Regions from separate parts of the Mus musculus genome. Here region 2 is linked to region 1. A link is a contact called in public ChIA-PET data. All regions are on one chromosome and are shown on one strand. The core of a region is the stretch at or near the end of the contact, and the rest is flanking DNA. Distances in the headings are between cores, read along the strand shown.

Region 1 (5,608 bases), core at 847-3,346:
TGGTCTCAAACCTCTCTTTCTCTCTCTTCCTCTTCTTTCCCTCTCCCTCTTCTCTCCTTCCTTTCTTCCCTGTCTGTGTGTCTACTTCTGTCTCTTTTTCCCGGGTCTGTTTTCCCCCAGACTTGCCAGGTATTAGTGATCCTTCTGTGTCAGCCTGCCAAGTACTGTGGAATTATAGGAGCTGTGCTAGCACACCCCCCAAAAACCCCATCTTTTAAGAAAATAGTGTTGCTACTGCTCAGATTAATTATATGATACAATGTGCCAGGCACTATTCTAGACCCTTTCTACATATTTACTCAGTCACAAGGTAAGTTCTTATTCTTAATCCTCATTTTCTGATCTGGGAACATTCAAGTCCTCAAATGTAAGTAATTTTGTATTAATGCAAATATGTCTACATATTGCCTTTAGTTACACATATTTGAAAATTGTAACAGTTTTGTGGCAGCACTGCTCTAAGACCCGTTCTGTACTCATTCTCATAACACATTTCATCAGTGGATTTTTTTTGAGGTGGGGATTGGTATGGTTTGTTTGTTTGTTTGTTTTTTATGATACTATGAATTGAATCCAGGGTGTTGGGGAAGTGCTTTATCCATAGTCTACATCTCCAGCTAAGTTGGATTAGTTTCATTACTATCGTTGCCTATCAAAGGCATCTAGTGAGTTTGTATTTAGCAGTATTTATCTTAAACAAGATACGCCCCTAAGTGGTCATGGATGACGAGCAAAGACTGCTCACTTGGGCTTCGCACGGTTATCCAGTATGGTGAGTGCCTTGACTATTATCTCATAATTCCCACTTGCTAGGCAGGGCCACTTTGGGTGGGGGCTGCCCATCAAACCTCATGAATAATTCGTGAACTGTATGGGATTGGTACTTTTTAAAAAGGTTTATTTATTTATTTTATGTATGTGAGTACACTGTAGCTGTACAGATGGTTGTGAGCCTTCATGTGGTTGTTGGGAATTGAATTTTTAGGATTCCTGCTCGCTCTGGTCAACTCCGCTTGCTCCAGCCCAAATATTTATTTATTATATCTAAGTACGGTGTAGCTGGCTTCAGACACACCAGAAGAGGGCGTCAGATCTCATTACAGTGAGCCACCATGTGGTTGCTGGGATTTGAACTCAGGACCTTCGGAAGAGCAGTCAGTGTTCTTACCCGCTGAGTCATCTCCCCAGCCCAGTACATTTTTTTGAGACAGGGTTTCCTGTTAACCAGGCTTGCCTCAGACTAATGAACCTCCTGCTTCTACCTTCCTAGTGCAGAGATTAAAGGCATGCAGCACCATGCACATAAGCGCAGCTTGGGCGCAATCTTTCTTTTGGTGTTCCCACCCCACCACCCTAAGACAAGGTTTCTATGTGTAGCTCTGATTGTCCTGGAACTCCTTCTACAGACAGGCCTCAAACTCAGACCCTCCTGCTTCTGCCCACTGAGTGCTGGGATTAAAAGTGTACACCACCACACCTGGTGGACACAACCTTTCTTGACCTCTCTGTTTTCAAGTTGAGCTGCTGCTGCTGCTGCTGCTGCTGCTGCTGCTGCTGCTGCTGCTGCTGCTCCAACAGCTTCATTCAGTATTTAGGAGTCAGAGGAGTGCTGCCTGCAGTAGCCCTGTTTCTTGCTTACTGGGTATTAGATGGAGCAATAAGGCAGGCCTGCCTCTTTTGTTCCATCTCACTGAGTCTCGTGCATTATTCATGAATACGATATAGCTTTGGTCTCCTTGATTCCCAGCTACTGCAAGATCATTCATTATTCATGAACATGGGGTGTGGTTGTAATGCTTTAACATCTACTTTCTGGTTGCCTAGTCCTAGTAAACCCATAACCTTGCTTCGTGATTCACGATCGGGAAGAATGGCCTTGAGGTCCTTCCTTGATTTCTTTGACAGCTTAGATGCAGTAATTCTTTATTCATATTTCATAGCCTCTTGCTCTACCTGTTTTTCTAGTTACTGCCTCCAGAGCCACTTGGTGGAGCTGTTCTCCTTCTAATTAAAGAAGTCCCAAACTGGGCAGGGAAAATACATGATTCATGAGTGGGCGCGGTCCTCTTGCATCCGGGTTTCTGGGGGTGGGGCTCAGGGTTTTGTTCCGGCCTTGGGCTCTGCCGCCGCCATCTTGTGTCGGCTGCTGGGGTGAAGGAGGGTGGCAGGGAAGACCACAACCACCGCGGTCGGGGAAGGAGAAGGCGACAGTGATCCTAGCTGGCCCAGGCGGCAGGAGGAGGAGGAGAAAGAGGAGGGTGGCGGCCGAGCTTGACTTCGGCTCCTTGAGGAGTTGGCGGCGGCACGACCCGGGGAACCGGCATTGGTAATAGCTTTTCTCTGCACCTGGCTCGAAGCGCAAGGGCTCTGGGAGGTATGGGAGGGTCCCTGCTGGCTCTCTGCCAGCCCAATGTCTGAGTGCACTGCCGTGTCCTGGGTATTAAGAGTCACTAGGCAAGCGGGTGTGGGGGTGTGCAAATCCTGGGGTGGGGTGGATCACGTCTGTCTGGGACCACCCCTATTCCCTTGAGCTTCGAAATCTGACCTTGACGTCAGACCCCTATCTCAGCTTCTGGAGACTTCTGGCTCAGCACTATTACCAGGTATCTTGATCCGATCCTGAGCCATGCATTTCCTATCAGAACTCCCCACAGTCTCCATAAAGGCACCGGAATTCGGTGTCGCTGCTCATGAAAGCCGTCCATACTTGTGTGCTATTTGAAGACCTGCCCCAAAATCTCCCTTGAGACTCTTCCTAGCCCTTCAGTATTTGCTCTCATGGCTTAAGAGGGGCCAGGCTTGAGGAAAGGTCCGCGTGGCCTTCATTTCCGAATGAAGAGCCTTGTCTAGCATTTTCATCCAGTCTCCCCTCCCCCCAGGATACTATCTGTCCTTAGAGCTGCCATCTGGATTAAACCCGGTGAAAAGCTCTCTGCCTAGCCTTTCCGTGGGAAATCCATTCCTACATTTGAGATCTCCCAATACCACTTTGACATAGCATCCTCCATCGTGGACACCTGGCATTCTTATTCTTTTAAGCACCTGCCTTTAGAGACTCTCCCTGCTTTTAGGGACGCCCCCCTTTTTCACGTTCTCATTGTTCTTGAAGCATTGTTGTCTTCTCCATCAGCCATCGTAACCCCAGTATATTTCCTTTAGTCTCTCATGGGACTAGACGCCAGGGAGGACCTGTTTGGACACAGTTCTCCATTAGTGATCTCTTGCCGCCATCTACTCTTTCAGACTCTTGATTTGTAGCCCCATCTGCCCGATGGTCTCATTCTAGACCCAATTTTTGCCTTCAAAGGCAGACCAGCATTCTAGCTTCTCTTTTTATAGATTCCTTAATCTAACAACAGGCCTCAGAATCTGCCCTCGTCTTTTTTAAAGGTTTCTAGTACCATCATCATTCAGAGAGTCTCAGCATTTGCTTTTGACTTCCCTGAACCTCTATCACTGTCAGATACCTTTTTCCCCAACAGGCTCATTTATCTTCCACAGGAGTAGAAAACCTCATCTATTTACTGTGGAGTCACAAAATTGACTAGAGGAACCTAATTCCATTTGAAGATCTAGGCAGTATTTGCTTGGTAATATATTATCATGATTACAGAGTTTTACTGTGTGGCTTTGGCTGTCTCAAACTCTTAGAGGCCAGCCTGCCTCTGCCTCACTAGTGCTGGGATCAAAGGTATACACCACCATGCTTAATTTTTAGTAATCCTTTTAAGGCTTAAATTATCTGAAATTCATCTTCCTTTCTCTACCCTGTCAGCAGCTGTGGTACCTGTTTAGATCTACGCAAGACCTTTGTTGCTCCATTAGAAATCCCTCTCCAAGAGTCTGCTCTCAGAGACCTCTCCTTGCCTCTTCGCACTTAATATCACAGCTTCTTGGCACTATAGTGTCAGTATCAAAGACCTTTTTCTGTGCATTCCCATTATTTTTAGTGAAGGGTTTCTATCACTAGAATCGAAGACTGTCAGTCCCAGCATCTCCCTGCAGTAGTTTCAGGGTCTACATTCCCCCACCTCTTTCTAGAGACCCAGATTTAAGTCTGTCTTAATACCTCTGTCCAAGGCCGGGCGAGGTGGCACACACCTTTAATCCCAGCACTCGGGAGGCAGAGGCAGGCGGATTTCTGAGTTCCAGGCCAGCCTGATCTACAGAGTGAGTTCCAGGACAACCAGGGCTACACAGAGGAACCCTGTCTCAAAAAACCAAAAAATAAAAAAAAAAACAATACCTCTGTCCAATACCCCCACCATTTATAAGGCCTGCTAAGGTCTCATTTGGGTGTCTTTTATTATCTCCTTCACAGCTCCTTGAGCTCAGTGACTTCCTCTGATGCCTTTCTCATACTCCTCAAGACTTCTCCTTTAAAACCTCCCAGAAACCTTGGCGAGCCTTAGCATCCTCCTCTGTACAATATCTTTTCTACCTCAATCAGCTGGCTCTGCTTCCTAATCCTACCCCAGGTTCCCCTGCTCAGCCTTTCTCTGCTTTGGGAATAGAGTATTCTCAGGCTTCAGTCATCAGTTTGGAGACCCGGGGTAAGTTTAAAATGCTTTCATTTCAGCTTAGCCAAGTAAGTTTTGGAAAATATATCCTACACTTGATCTTAAGCACTGGGAAATATATTCTAATAGAGAAGGCCGAGCACATGGTGAGGGAGAAAGGATCTCCATTGGCTTTGCTTTTTTGTATTTTGTTTTTATGGATTTATTTTTGGATGGGAGTAAGGGAATCTTTAGTTCTTGTCCTAGAGTCTCTGCCCCACATTCTTCCTGCTTGCCTTGATAAAGGGGCTTTCCAAAACCTGGCAATTGAAATCTCCTGTTTAAATATTTTTTGAAATAGTCTCACTGTACAGTTCAGGCTGACCTCAAACTTAAGAGTCCTCCTGCCTCTGCTTCCTTTTTTTTTTTTTAAGATTTATTTATTTAGGAAGCAGAGGCAGGTGGATTTCTGAGTTCAAGGCCAGCCTGGTCTACAAAGTGAGTTCCAGGACAGCCAGGGCTATACAGAGAAACCCTGTTTCGAAAAACAAACAAAAAAAAATTTATTCATTTATTTTATGTATGTGAGTACACTGTAACTGCATAGATGGTAGTGAGCCGCCTTCTTTTTTATTTATTCATTTATCTACTTATTTATTTATTATATGTAAGTACACTGTAGCTGTCTTCAGACACTCCAGAAGAGAGCATCAGATTGTTACAGATGGTTGTGAGCCACCATGTGGTTGCTGGGATTTGAACTCAGGACCTTTGCAAGAGCAGTCGGTGCTCTTAATCACTGAGCCATCTCACCCCAGTTATGAGCCTTCATGTGGTTGTTGGGAATTGAATTTTTAGGACTTCTACTTGTGGTCCTGCTTGCTCCGGTCAACTCTGTTCGCTCAGTCCCTGCTTCTCTGGTCCAAAGATTTATTTATTATTATAAATAAGTACACTGTAGCTAACCAGATGCACCAGAAGACGTGTCAGATCTCATTACAGGTAGTTGTGCCACCATGTGGTTGCTGGGATTTGAACTCACTACCTCTAGAAGAGCAGTCAGTGCTCTTAAAGGCTGAGCCATCTTGCCAGCCCCTGCCTCTGCTTCC
Region 2 (5,608 bases), core at 1,276-3,775, 400 kb after region 1:
AGCATGAAACAGCTTTTAAGGACGATGAAACTATTCTCCATCTTCCTGGTTAGTTAGTTACATCAATCTACTTGTGTTAACATTTATCAACTTGTACAACAGCAAGATTTCACTGTAATTAAAAAATGAACAAAAAAGATGGTAAGGTGTACATATCTTGAGGAATTTGTCTTTTGGATGCAAGAGAAATGAAAATCCAATTGAGGAAATGATTGCAGGAAAATCATTTGAAAGAGAAGAGATTTCATTCCCAATGTCTCCATTCTCTCTAGGGAATTTTGTGAGAAAAAACTGCAGGAAAGCAAGGATACATTTGATCAGTCTATTACTGAAGACAATTCTACATAAAGACACCAAAAAAAAAAAGGCTCCAAAATACAATTCCAGAAAACCTTGATTTTCCCTGAAGCCTTGGTATGCTCTATCCTAATGAAATAAGGCAAGTCAAAGTAGTGGCCACACAACCACATGGCTGCCAGACTGTTCAACAACAAACTGGAAACTCCAGTTTAGTTAAGATAATCTTAACTAAAGAATTAACATTTTTTTTAATTTTTTTTTTTTACTTTACAGTGGTGCAAAAATGATGTGAACTGAATAGAAACCATACTTCAAAGTTTGATTTTTCCTGGAATAAACATAATTGATACTCTATTCTCTCATGATATAAGGCAGCAGCACTGAGAAATAGCTCCTGTAAGAAATGTCATTATGGTCTATACACACCACATGATGTTTAGTGGGATAAGGGTATTAAATGAAATTTCAACTATGAATTGACATAACTTCCGAATACAGCAGCATCATAAGTTAAGAAACATCTGTTACCCTTCCTTAGTCAATGCATCAGCTATCTAACTTGACCTTAATTGACTATTTTTCATTTTCACTGATCTCAGTAATTTATAGTTTCCTATTTTGCAGTGCTGATGCCTAAATATCGCATCACATCTATGATAAAATATAGAAACAGATAGACCACATACTTACCTGGGGTTTGGCCATTTCCTGCTTTTCTTGAGAAAACAAATGTATGAAAGCTGAGCTAGAATGAGTAGAGTAGAATATAACAGTAGAAACCATTAGCTTTGCAGTACTCAGAATCATCTGCCCAGAAATCTCTTCACATGCGAGGCCACTCTCTGGAAGAGTATGGACAACTCTAAGTTTTTTGTTTTGTTTGGTTTTTGTTTGCTTGTTTGTTTTTTGTTTTGTTTTGTTTTGAGACAGGATCTCTCTGTGTAGCCCTGGCTGGCTTTTAACTCCCAAGTACTAGAATTAATGGAGTGTGCCACCACATCAGCAGCAACAATTCCTTGTAGTACTGATAGAATCTATTCCTAGGGCTCTGTGCATGCTAAGCCAGTACTATACCACTGAGATACATAGAACAGATTTTAATAATGCCAAACTAAAGCAATCATAGAAAATGTGTAATATGATAATAAATAGAAATTCAGGATGAAATGCTCTATAGTTGTTAAAAAATGTATGGAACTACACACGTATTATCTACATATTTTGTAACTCAAAGTTTAGAAAACTGTTTCAGAAAAATATCTTAAGCCAAATTAAATTTCTAAATAAGATATATAAAACTGCAGGCATACATTTTAAATATATAAATTAAATGTTAACTATTAAGTGATATATAGCTCTTGAATGTCTAAGAATGGACATTTAAATAAGGGAAAATTAGCTCCTATTTTCTTCTCTATTTTCAAGTTAATTCTTTATTTCTTTATTTATTTAGGTTTTTCGAGACAGGGTTTCTCCTAGCTGTCCTGGAACTCACTCTGTAGACCAGGCTGGCTTCGAACTCAGAAATCCACCTGCCTCTGCCTCCCAAGCGCTGGGATTAAAGGCGTGTGCCACCACCGCCCGGCCTCAAGTTAATTCTTAACTCAAATGCTATTTATTACACTCTAAAACATAAGCCTCTACCTATTATTCAAATGGTACCTGTCTATCCCTCCTCAGACCTCCAAATGTCCAAAGGCCGCTAAGGCTCTACAGATGACGTTTTTTGTCTGCTTGTTTTCCTTTTTCTCTCACCTCCCTCACTGGGGCTGTTTAGCTCAGGTGCTGTAAAGAAGTCTTTAAATGCTGATTTAATCCAGCACTCTTCCCCATGATTCCTGCGAGCTGTACACTGGAAGACGGAAACAAGGGGGCGCATCTAAAGAGGGGATCACTGTGCTAGAAAATGTGTAAAAGCTAAAGTTTAGTACGACTCACTTAATCCTAACTAGCCTCATAACTTTGTCCACTATTAAGTCCGCAGACCCCCGTTTACTCATCTCTCAAGCCCCCATCATCCCATCTCCCAGTCTCTCGCATCAATGACATACCCGAACCTCCCTCCACTTAGAACTACCCACCACTCAGCTCGCGACCCCAGTCTAACACAGACCCTCATCTTTACTCAACCAGATTTTTTGCAGGGTGTTGAGTAGACCTTTCCGTAAACGGCCTGGAAAAGCACTTCCGCATCGGACCAACTAGCTGTCTCTGTCGCCTAAACTTAGGACAGCGGTTTGTTCTACGCATGCTCAGGTTTGCCTTTGAGACAGCATCCGCCAATAGTCAACATGGCGCGCAAAGGCGACCAGGCTCAACGCAGGCGCAGAGGGTAGTGGGCCGCGTCGGTGATGTCACCGATTAGGAAAAAAAAAACAAAAAACAAAAAAAACAAACGGCATCCACTGTTTCTTTTATACTCCCGAGTCTCCTGACAAAGCTGGTGTTTGTTTTGCAGAAATTAGCAGTTTCTAAGGACGTCAGGCGCCATTTTTTTTTGATACAGCAGAAAATGGGAGGGTCCAATTAAGAAAATTATTAAAACAAGGACGAATTCCTGTGGTGAATTCAGAGAGTAGCCACAGGGTACAGGTGTAATTAACAAGACAATGCAGGCCTGCGACCTCTTTAAGTGATTTGAATACCAGTTTAGGGAAAAGCCTTGGCTCCATCCTTTTGTCTAGTACTGGGAGTTTGCATTTTAGTATCTAAAGGACCATAAGACAATTCAAACAACAAACTTAAGAATTTACTGCCATAGAGGGCCACACAGTGGGAAAAGTAGTGTTTTAAGTGGTGGCTGACAATGCCTTCACCTTTCCAGAGAAAGCAGTCATTGTGCTGGGAATGAGAAGGTGTGGTTATTGACTACATGGTATAGGACTTTCTAAACCAGAGACAGGGCATCATATTTTATTTATTAAAACAGACGGAGCAACCTAACATTGTATACCGAGCTTAAAATTACATATAAATCTACAAGCAGTTAGTTACCGCCCACTTCACTGCACCCCTGCAGTGTATTCAATAAAAAACTATTCTTTTAAAATGGTGCAGGATAGCCCAAATAAAACCCTCACCTCTTCGTGTTACCCAACAGCTGGCTGGGGGCCTTTTCCCAGACAGGATTAGTGGGCAGGGTAAAAGATTTTCAGTCACTGGTCTTTGGCAATTTTTTTTTTCTCCCTGTTTGGTGGCAAGTGATGGCTGCAGCAGGTGGCAGCACAACCTCGAAATGGCTTAGTTGGGAGTTTTTACCACAGCTTTGTTTTGTTTTGTTGTTTTTCGAGACAGGGTTTTTCTGTGTAGTCCTGGCTGTCCTTCTTGGAACTCACTCTGTAGACTAGGCTGGCCTCGAACTCAGAAATCCGCCTGCCTCTGCCTCCCAAGTGCTGGGATTAAAGGCGAGCGCCACCACTGCCCACGTTTGTACCACAGCTTTTGCTACCACAAAACTTGGAGAACTCAAGAACATCCTGCAACTTGAAGGGGAATATTTTCCCCCAGCTGGCCCAGCCCAGGGACTGCTGTGACTGGTCCTAAAGAGGCAAGAGTCTCAAAAGCTATGATTGATGCTAAAAGGCAAGGCTAGGGTTGTCTAAAGCATTCGGCTGTGATTAGTGCTTATGCTTGTAGAGCTAAGGGTCCACATACCAGAAGCCTACAAAGACTATACCACTTAAGGAGCTACCTGCTGCTGCCGCCACCTGCTTATTCCGGTCAAATGTGAGGTAAACCACACCTTCTAAAGAACAGTACTTGAAGAGTTTCTCCTCACCTGATTTCCCTCTCTGATTTTTTTTTGTACATTATTGGCTTTCACTTTTACTAGTATGCCTAAGTATAGCAGTACACTATGAGCTATTATACAATAGCTCTAATAAATGTGTTTTCATTGTACCCACATGCATATAATATTCTATATGTATATAAATGTCCTTAGGTACTCATCCAGGACAGGGACATTCACTTCACTAGGTGACCAACCTGACATATCTTCTTTCACTAACATTGTTTTAATTAGCACTGGTTCTGATGGTCTTTTCACCTTATTCAAGATTTTGATCTTGGTAGGACCAAAGCACTCCAGCTGGCTGTGTGACATAGGTTACACCCTTAATTTCGCTGTCCTGTTTCCTCATAACAATTTCTGCATGATTAAGGTGGTGGTGACAAATGAGTTGAAAATTGTAGAGGAACAATATCTACTACATAGAGGTGCTAAGTGATTTCAATAATCATTTAAATAAAATCATACACACACACACACAAACACACTCTTTTTTTCCAGAAAAGGCTGTTTTAAGCTGGTATGAAGGCAGACAAGCAGTCACATGGTGAGAAGAGAGACTTTAGAATAAAGAATAGGAAGCCCAGAAAGTTGGGGTGTGGGGAAATCCCGAAGTGTTATAAAAATGGTAGAAGAAAAAGGGGGGAGAAAGTTACAGTTTTTTGAATAATTCAAAAAAAGTGTGTGGATTTACAATCCCTGCATGGCTATGGCCTATGAACTACTGCTTCTATATAACTTTGTAGTAAAAAGGGAAACTTGCAAGTAAGAAATATATTGGAGGCTAGTTTGGTGAAGAACATAATTTAAAAGAACTAGAAGGTCAGTGTAGAGGTTCTGGCAACAGGCACAGGAAGTGAAATAAATGTGTCTTGTGTGCCATACACTTTGTGAAGTACATATTGAACTGCCTCAAATCAATACAACAGTCTCCTTGCTCCCATCTGTTAGATAATGGAACTGTTCCAAAGATCAGTACTTGCCCAAGGTTACAAGTTCTCAAAGTGGGATCCATAACTTCCACTCAATACTACCCTTTATATCTTTATTATTCTAGAGAATTTCTGGGAGGTATCTGATTATATAAGCATTTCATCTGAGAGAACTTGAATGGGGGCAAAGAGAACACCTGGGACTGGCAAAAGTATTGAAGAACAGTGAATTATGGGCAAAATTTGGAATGAAGGAGCACAGAGAGGAACAAAAAGTGATGGCTTGAAGATGAGTGAGCAGCAAAGTGACGAGATTGAAAGAGGATATGTGACAGAGGAGAGAAATGGCTGGTTTAGATATTTAAAGTCCCCACAAAGCTTGTTGAAAAGCTTGGTCTTAAATGTAGCAGTTTTCAGAGGTGTGCCTTTGGGAGTGGACTCGTTTGTGAGGACTCTGACATTGTGAAGTGATTCACATTCATATTTGCTCTCTGTACCCTTCTCACATATGCATACATAAATAAATAATAAATGTTTTTAGAAATTCATGTGCCAGAAACTTAATCCTTAGTGCCTTGGATGATGA

Evidence for each region. ChIA-PET counts read pairs in DNA pulled down with a chosen protein or histone mark.
Region 2: an RNA polymerase II ChIA-PET map of memory CD8 T cells shows a contact between it and region 1, with 25 read pairs. The contact joins the promoter of Zfp182 here to the promoter of Uba1 in region 1. A contact is called at or near these places in 4 of 39 promoter capture datasets (the 3T3-L1 cell line, erythroid cells, liver and 1 more), 1 of 484 Hi-C or Micro-C datasets (CD4 T cells), 1 of 115 datasets of contacts at active chromatin or transcription factors (memory CD8 T cells) and 1 of 9 other capture datasets (liver).

What each region holds. Positions count from the first base shown.
Region 1 is chrX:20,660,800-20,666,407 of GRCm38.p6, forward strand. Uba1 (ubiquitin-like modifier activating enzyme 1) reads left to right here and starts at 2,097. Exons shown (of 26, transcript NM_001136085.2): 1 at 2,097-2,326.
Region 2 is chrX:21,059,513-21,065,120 of GRCm38.p6, forward strand. Zfp182 (zinc finger protein 182) reads right to left here and starts at 2,526. Exons shown (of 5, transcript NM_001013387.2): 1 at 2,382-2,526; 2 at 991-1,016. The coding sequence starts at 1,005.